Regions from separate parts of the Sus scrofa genome. Here region 2 is linked to region 1. Evidence: chromatin contacts called from public HiChIP or PLAC-seq data. All regions are on one chromosome and are shown on one strand. The core of a region is the stretch at or near the end of the contact, and the rest is flanking DNA. Distances in the headings are between cores, read along the strand shown.

What was found. HiChIP or PLAC-seq counts read pairs in DNA pulled down with a chosen protein or histone mark.
Region 2: a contact with region 1 is called in an H3K27ac HiChIP or PLAC-seq map of alveolar macrophages. The contact joins the promoter of PTP4A1 here to the promoter of KPNA5 in region 1. A contact is called at or near these places in 1 of 5 promoter capture datasets (liver), 4 of 47 Hi-C or Micro-C datasets (embryonic fibroblasts, fetal heart ventricle, heart right ventricle and 1 more) and 1 of 2 datasets of contacts at active chromatin or transcription factors (alveolar macrophages).

What each region holds. Positions count from the first base shown.
Region 1 is chr1:44,939,086-44,942,513 of Sscrofa11.1, reverse strand. KPNA5 (importin subunit alpha-6) reads left to right here and starts at 1,295. Exons shown (of 14, transcript XM_001925212.7): 1 at 1,295-2,144. The coding sequence starts at 2,141. ZUFSP (zinc finger with UFM1 specific peptidase domain) reads right to left here and starts at 2,572. Exons shown (of 10, transcript NM_001243033.1): 1 at 2,192-2,572; 2 at 446-1,018. The coding sequence starts at 1,004.
Region 2 is chr1:45,168,580-45,172,222 of Sscrofa11.1, reverse strand. It overlaps PTP4A1 (protein tyrosine phosphatase type IVA 1), which reads right to left and starts at 2,310. Exons shown (of 6, transcript XM_003121246.4): 1 at 1,527-2,310.

The DNA of each region.
Region 1 (3,428 bases), core at 46-2,545:
ATATACTAAGATAGACAATATACCATATCTTAGGCCATAAAACAAGTTTCAACAAACTCAAAAGAATTTTCATCAGAGTGTGTTCTCTGGCCATAACAGACTCAAACTAGAACTCAATAACAGAAAATCAGGGTCCCAGACAGTTCACTGGGCTGGTATTAAAAAAAATAAAAAAAATAAAAAAAGAATACCTCTGGAAACTGGACTATGAGACTATTTCTCCTCAGAAAGATTCTAAAACTACTTTCAATATAGCTGAAACATTTTTAATTTGCATCAAAATTTCCATTACTATAGTTCCATATTCCAATAAAGGCAAATGAACAATGCTATGAACTGAAAATTAAAAATACATTTGCAGTCATCTGATGTATAAACCAACTTTTGGGACACCACCTATTAAGTTGAGACTACTGCTGCTTATTACATAAAACAAACACTTTACCTTCTAATGGAGTATCTAAAAGGTTGGTATGCTTTGTTTTCACATGAGTTTCCATATCTTGACTACAATCTTCTATTTTTCCACAGAATGGGCATTCAGGAGGACTATACATTGTTTCATAAATTGATCCTTTTATTTTGGTTAGGTCAGACTGTTTTTCCTTACTTTTCAGAAATTTTCTGGATTCAGTTACATTCTCTGAATGAAAGCCTTTATGTTTTAAAGATCCTTCCTTAGGCAGACTTTGAGCTAAAATTTTCGGATGATTAGACGCACAAGCTGAATGAATACTTGAATTAACTTCCATTCTACACTGCAGGGTGCTGTCCGTCCTGTTGTCAGAAGTTCCGTACTGTACTGAATTAATCCTCTCAATGTTTCTTTCTAGCTCATTTTGCTCAAAATGAGCAGTTTCAATATGAAAACACATTTCATCATAACTCACACCTGACAATTTGCAAAATGGACATATAACATCATCTTCCATATGAACAATTAGGTGAGCCTTCATGTCTGGTTCTGAGGTTACTGTTTCACCACAAATATCACAAGAGAGCATGGTAAAGCAGGAAACTGAAAAAGAATACAGTATTATTTTGTTAGAAATTAAGAGACGAAGAAAAAGAAAATACATTCTATAAAGTGATTTGGAGTAACTATATTGGTTACTGAAAACTGGGTTATTTAGATGAAATTACTGTTCCTTGAACACACGAATTTATATCTAAATTTCATCTAAAATTTCAAGTAAAACTTGTGTTTCAAGCTTATGGTTTTAATAAAACAAAGGCAATAATGATGCAAATTAGATAATTTTTCAAAACTTCAAAAGGTGTGTCTGGCCTGAGGTAAAGAAAAAATAACGTTTATAAAACTGCCTGGGTAAGACAAACCAAATAAGAAAACAAAGAAAGAGAAGGAACTTTATCAAATGATATATCTAAATACAAAACTTTAAAGCTATAAACAAGGAATTGAGTAAATAAATCTTAATAACAGCAGTTAAAAGGTAAAGAGCTTTACACATATCAAACTAATTTAAGTACCATTATTACCATTCTACAAGGAGAAAACCCTGGCTCAGGTACCTCACTGCCTCCAGAAAATGGTTAGCCAAAATGCTAACCCAGTCAGGCCCGCTGTATTCTCAACTCAAAGAATAAAATCAGTGTGAGCAGAGTAGATTCCAGAGCCAAGAGAACTGGATTATTATCTCACCTTTCGTAATTTTAGGTAAGATATCTCATCTCTTTGAGGTTCTGCCTATGAGTTATACTAAATCAGCAGTCATTTTGAGGTACTGGCTACCGACAAAAAAGGTGATTTCGCTAAGAAATAATTCTTAGGCAGCAGTTCCCGCTACAACCTTTCCACTACATTATCTTTCAGCTAAAAATTATTTTAAAACAAACGGGAAATAAAAACAAGTAAACTATCCCAATCATTTAAATAAATTTAACTGTGTAAGAACTCCCTACATTGTCCTTATTTTTCTAATTTCACTTCATACAAGTGAAAACAGTCTCGACTTTAGAAGGAAATTCTCTCAAACCCTCAGTGGAAAGAACGTCACACCCAGAAAGGTTCTTTTTTGTGGCTGGGGCACCGCTGGACAGAGAACACGCTTCAATTGCCCAACACTTAGCTCAGAACGAGGGGACGAGAGATGTACGGAGGCCAGAGAGAGGTGCTGGGATGGGTAAGTGGTGAGGAGGTGGGAAGGGCCGGAATGCCACAAAGCCGAACCTGCTCAAAGATCCGTGTCAATCTCCCGGGCCAGGGCCTGAAACCAGCCCAGATACTAAATGGGTCAAAGGGTGGGCCTATGGAACGAGGGCTGGGATGGTCAGTTCCTGGTGGCTCGGAGAGACGGCGGCAGCCACCCTGCCCTGTGCTTAGCTTCCTTTTCGGGTTCTGATGCTGAGGCCGTCTGGGTCCGGGGCAGAAAGGTGCGTGCGCGGCGTCGATTACTTCTCCAGGCCTGAAAGACTGAGGCAGCCCTCTACACCCAGAGACTCACGGATAGCCGAAAAGAGAAGCAGCGATTCCGAACAACTTCAACTCCCAGAAAAATATTCAAAAAAGCTCTTCCTCTCCTTCCCCGAGTGAATGTACTCCCAGGATGCACCGCTCCACGCTAATCTGGGGTTGTAGTGCATTCTGGGAGTCGTAGTCATTCTTGCATCTTCCTGGCAAGGTTGAGATCTTTGTGAATGAATTCCCAGGGCTGGTCCTAGGGCATTACACGAATCCACAATACCCACTATCTAGGGCCTGACTCTGTAACGTTTTATTACATTATCAATAAAGAGTTTGTAATGCTATGTGCCAAATTCCAAACTATGGAGGATGCCTAAGGTATGTTCTTGCTGCAAGACTACAAGCTAACACTATCTTGATCCCTGAATTTAAAAATAAGAAACAGCTCTTGAGATTTAAAAAATACAATAGCAGAATTAAAAAAAAAAATCAGTGGAAATCTGTAAAATAATCCAAAAAAATTTCTCAGAAAATAGAACAAAAGGGAGGTGGGGTGGGAGAGAAAAAGAGCAAGAGATGGTCAACAGGAGCTTCTTCAGAGAAAGAATCATGTGTTATATATCTAATACATGATGTGCCTAGCATTACACGTGGAAAACAATTTGTTTTCAATACTGTTTGTTCGACCCCAGGGTGTATTACAAGGCTTTACGTGTTAAAATAATTTAGAGTACATTATCTGGAGTTACTCATTACATATGTCACAGACTATGTTTTTGTCAAAAAATCCACAGATGTTATAGAATCCAAAAATTTAAACACATGGCTAACTGAAAAGCTTGAAACAAATGAGCAGAGCGCAGTGGTAGAACAAATGAAGCTGAGGAGGCTCTACAAATCTCCATGAGTTTAGGACTTCTATCCGTTGTGTACACCGTTTTACCTTTAATACTAAAACAATGCCTGGCATAGATTAGGCCCTCCATCAATACTGCATTGTAAA
Region 2 (3,643 bases), core at 1,061-3,560, 230 kb before region 1:
TAACTGAAGTAATTCCAATTATATTTTCTACCTCAAATCCTAAATACTACTTCCTTGGAATAAAAAGTGTCTTCTGGCACCTTCCCAATGACGATAAATTAATTTGCAAAGCTGTTAAGGTCAAAGACTCTAATCTCAGTATTCTGACTTCCAGGTACTACTTTTTTCAAGTTAAAGGCGATCTGTAGAGAAACACACAATACTACTTCCATACTTAACTAAAATTCCTGTTACAGCTGTCTGGCCATATCCCTTCAACTAGCAATTTCTCACAAGGAAGCACAGAAAGCAATACAGAAATAATTCTTTCAGTGGACTGGATAGAGCCACCCAGTAGGGGACAGACGGGTGATGAATTTCCACAAAAGCGGAAGTGACTGTGCACACCTAACACCTTTCTGTTCTGCCCAGGACTTCCCCATTCCCAATGTCTTCGCCCCAGGAAAACCTATCCATGATAGGCAATCTAGAAATACCAAGGAATTTTTTCTTCTTCCACTTATCAGTTGTACATAATCACAATAATCTGTGTTAACTATTTTATCAGATGGTAGGTAGTTGCAATTTGTGCCTCATCTACCTATACCTTAGGCAATGCACCTGGAATATAACAAGTATAAAATGCTGATTAGTTTTCAGAATGATCTAGCTTTCTGATTTTCAACTTTTTCACTGCCACCAAACAAAATTCACATATAGAGTAACGGGAAGCACTGGCTCATAATCTAGATCTCAAGCAAATCGATAGTTCTAACTGCAGTGTAAATAACGATGAAATACATTTGGAACCGCAGAGGGTTCCACGGACAGAGATAAACCTCAGAATTCTGGCTCTGGCTGGGCCCTGCGATGCAAGCCAACAGGAGGCAACAAACACAGCACATCTGGGGTTTCAGGAAGTTCTAAGGGTGCCGGATTAAAAGGCGGCACCGGGCCCCCTTGGCTTCGCGCAGTGCGGCCCGGAAGCTTCCCCAGGCTCAGACCCAGGCCGCTTCCCTCCTGCCCCGCCCCGGAGCAGGGACGAGCCCGGACTTGCTCCCATTGTCCGGAGCCGGTGGGGCGGGGCGGGCCGCTCACCTGGTGGGGCCGCGCGGGCCCGGGTCACGGGTTCGCGCCGCGTCTTCAGTCCGGCGCCGAGGCCATTTTGTCCGAGCGCCGGCCGCAGCCGCGGGGCCCTGGGTGGCCGCACAGGCCCAATCCCGCCGGCTCCGCGAAGGAGTCCGGCCCAGCCCGCGAGCAGCCGCCTCGCCCACCCGCCCGCAGGGTCTGGGGGCGCGCCCGCTGCAGTGACGCGCAACCCGCGCCCCACCCGGGCCACGTCCCCGCTCCCGGGCCCTGCGGCAGACAAAGGGGCCTTGGGGCGCCGCCGGGTGCCGGAGCGAGGTGGTGGTCACAAAGCGGCTCCCGTGCCACCGCGCAGCCCGGCGCCCCGGGCTTGGCCCTCAGCGCTCGCCCGCCAGTACCAGCGGGACCCGGGCGGAGCCAGGCTCCGAACAAAGGCGGCGGCACGGGGTACGGGTACTCACAGGAATATGTCTACTCATTGAAGATTGTGGCTTAATCATACAGCCGGTCCCGAGGCGGCGGCGACACAGGCGGCAGCGGTAGGGCAGGGGTGGCGGTGGTCCTCGCGGGCTAGCGGCGGCTTCGCTGGAGGCAGCGAGGGCAGTGGACTCGATCCTGCAGCGAGCGGCTCCGGGGAGAGCGCGCAGCCTCGCCGGCCCGCAGCCCAATGAGCCAATACGTGCGCCGAGGCGCCCTTGCGTCACAAGCCCTCTTATTTATAGCAAGAGTGACGTGAACGCCCAGGCGGCCAATCGCAGTCGGGCCTCAATCCTAGCGCCGACGAGCGGGGGCGGAGGCCCGCCTCGCCGACGTCACAGCGCGGCGGCGGCCGCCGGTGTGAACCGGTTGATGAATGGCGACCGGCTGCAATCAGAGCGCCTACCAGGCGGGGGTGGGAAGGGTCATTGGAGGGTCTGCAGGGGAAGCCCCGTACGGGGATGAGAGGCTGCTCTACGTAACTAAACCCCTGACGAGTGCACTCTCATCTCAGGAGGAGGCCCGAAGTTGGCCTCAACTAGAATGCAGTGCACTTCGGACTGGAGCGTAGTCTCAATCCCAGGCCTACTTCTTTTGCCGTAAGTCAGATCCCAGTCATTTTGACCAGCGGTTTGCCTGGGCACCTGCGCCCTGCGATCCCCAACGTGAAATCTTCCTGTGGCTCCACCTGCCCGCGACAACACCTGTGATGTTTCGGTCCTGCCCCCGGTAGCGCGAGCGGAGAGGACTTATTTCAGCAAACATTCGTGTATAGAAAACGGAGAGTGTCTTGTGATGCAGATAAAGCCCTCTGTTCCCCAGTCTTTTTTGGTCACGCCTTCATGCTACGCACGCGGGCAACTGTAGTTGGCTCAAGCGTGGCATTTCTAAATCACAGGCATCCTTTGTACTGCTGCTCACTTGATGTGTTGTCACAGATAATAAAAGGTTAGGCAGCGTTTTAAAAATTAAGAATCTTCGATTTTGCCAGACTGATGTGATTCTTTGCCTCAAAGCTATTGCTTTCCTTTTTGTTCATTTTCAGAACTGTTCCACTGTTCGTAATTTAGACTTTTAGGAAGTAAAGCCTTATCACAGTTGTTCTGTCTTGCACCCGGGCAATTCTGTCTTTTATGATCTGAAAACTCTTTCTCTTCTGGAAGGAGTAAACAGGAGTTTTACCTGCTTTGAAGAACTAGGTTTTCTACTCAGGCCTTTTGTTTGCTGTTTTCACTGAGCATAGATTGGAGAGGGCTTTAGGGATCAAATTGTTTTCTTGGTCAGTGTACTGCAGCATCTTAGGATTTATTAAAACGTCTACTTAAGAGACTGTGCTTGTGTAGACAACTTTTTAAAAATTTTTATTGGAGCATAGTTGATTTACAATGTGTTTCAGGTGTATAGCAAAGTGATTCAGTTATACCTATATCCCTTCTTTTCCCCACATAAATTATTACAGAATATTGAGTACAGTTCCCTGTGCTATACAGCAGGTCCTTGTCAGTTATCTGTTTTATAAAGAATATTGTGTATATGTTAATCCCAAACTCCTAATTTATCCCTCCTCCAACCTTTCTTCTCTGGTAACCATAAGTTTGTTTTAAAAGTCTGTGAATCTGTTTCGGTTTTGTAAATAAGTTCATTTATATCATTTTTTTTTTAGATTCCACATATAAATGATATTATGACATTTGTGATATTCAACTTTGTTTATAAGCATATACTCTGCAAACAAAGTGCTTTCAAAAAAATAAAGAACTGGATCAGGCAGGCTTTCACAGGAACAGAAGTCATCTTCATTTTAAAGAAATTGCTTGCCTAGGACACTTCTGAATCCATCTACATCAAGGAAGATTAAAGAGCTTGAGAAATATATGATGTCCCTTCACAAACTATAAACGAGTAAAAATGTAAATATTTAAAATCCTAAAAAAAATAGGAGTATTGAAAAAATTGTCCTAGGATGAGAGAAACCTTGTTAAGAAGATAAGGGAACTCAAGTCACAAAGGAAAAGTCAGATTTCATTATGTAAAAATTTAAAACTTTGATATGGAAAAGCTTGAGCAACATATACAATAGTGTAGGTAAAAAAATAAAAAA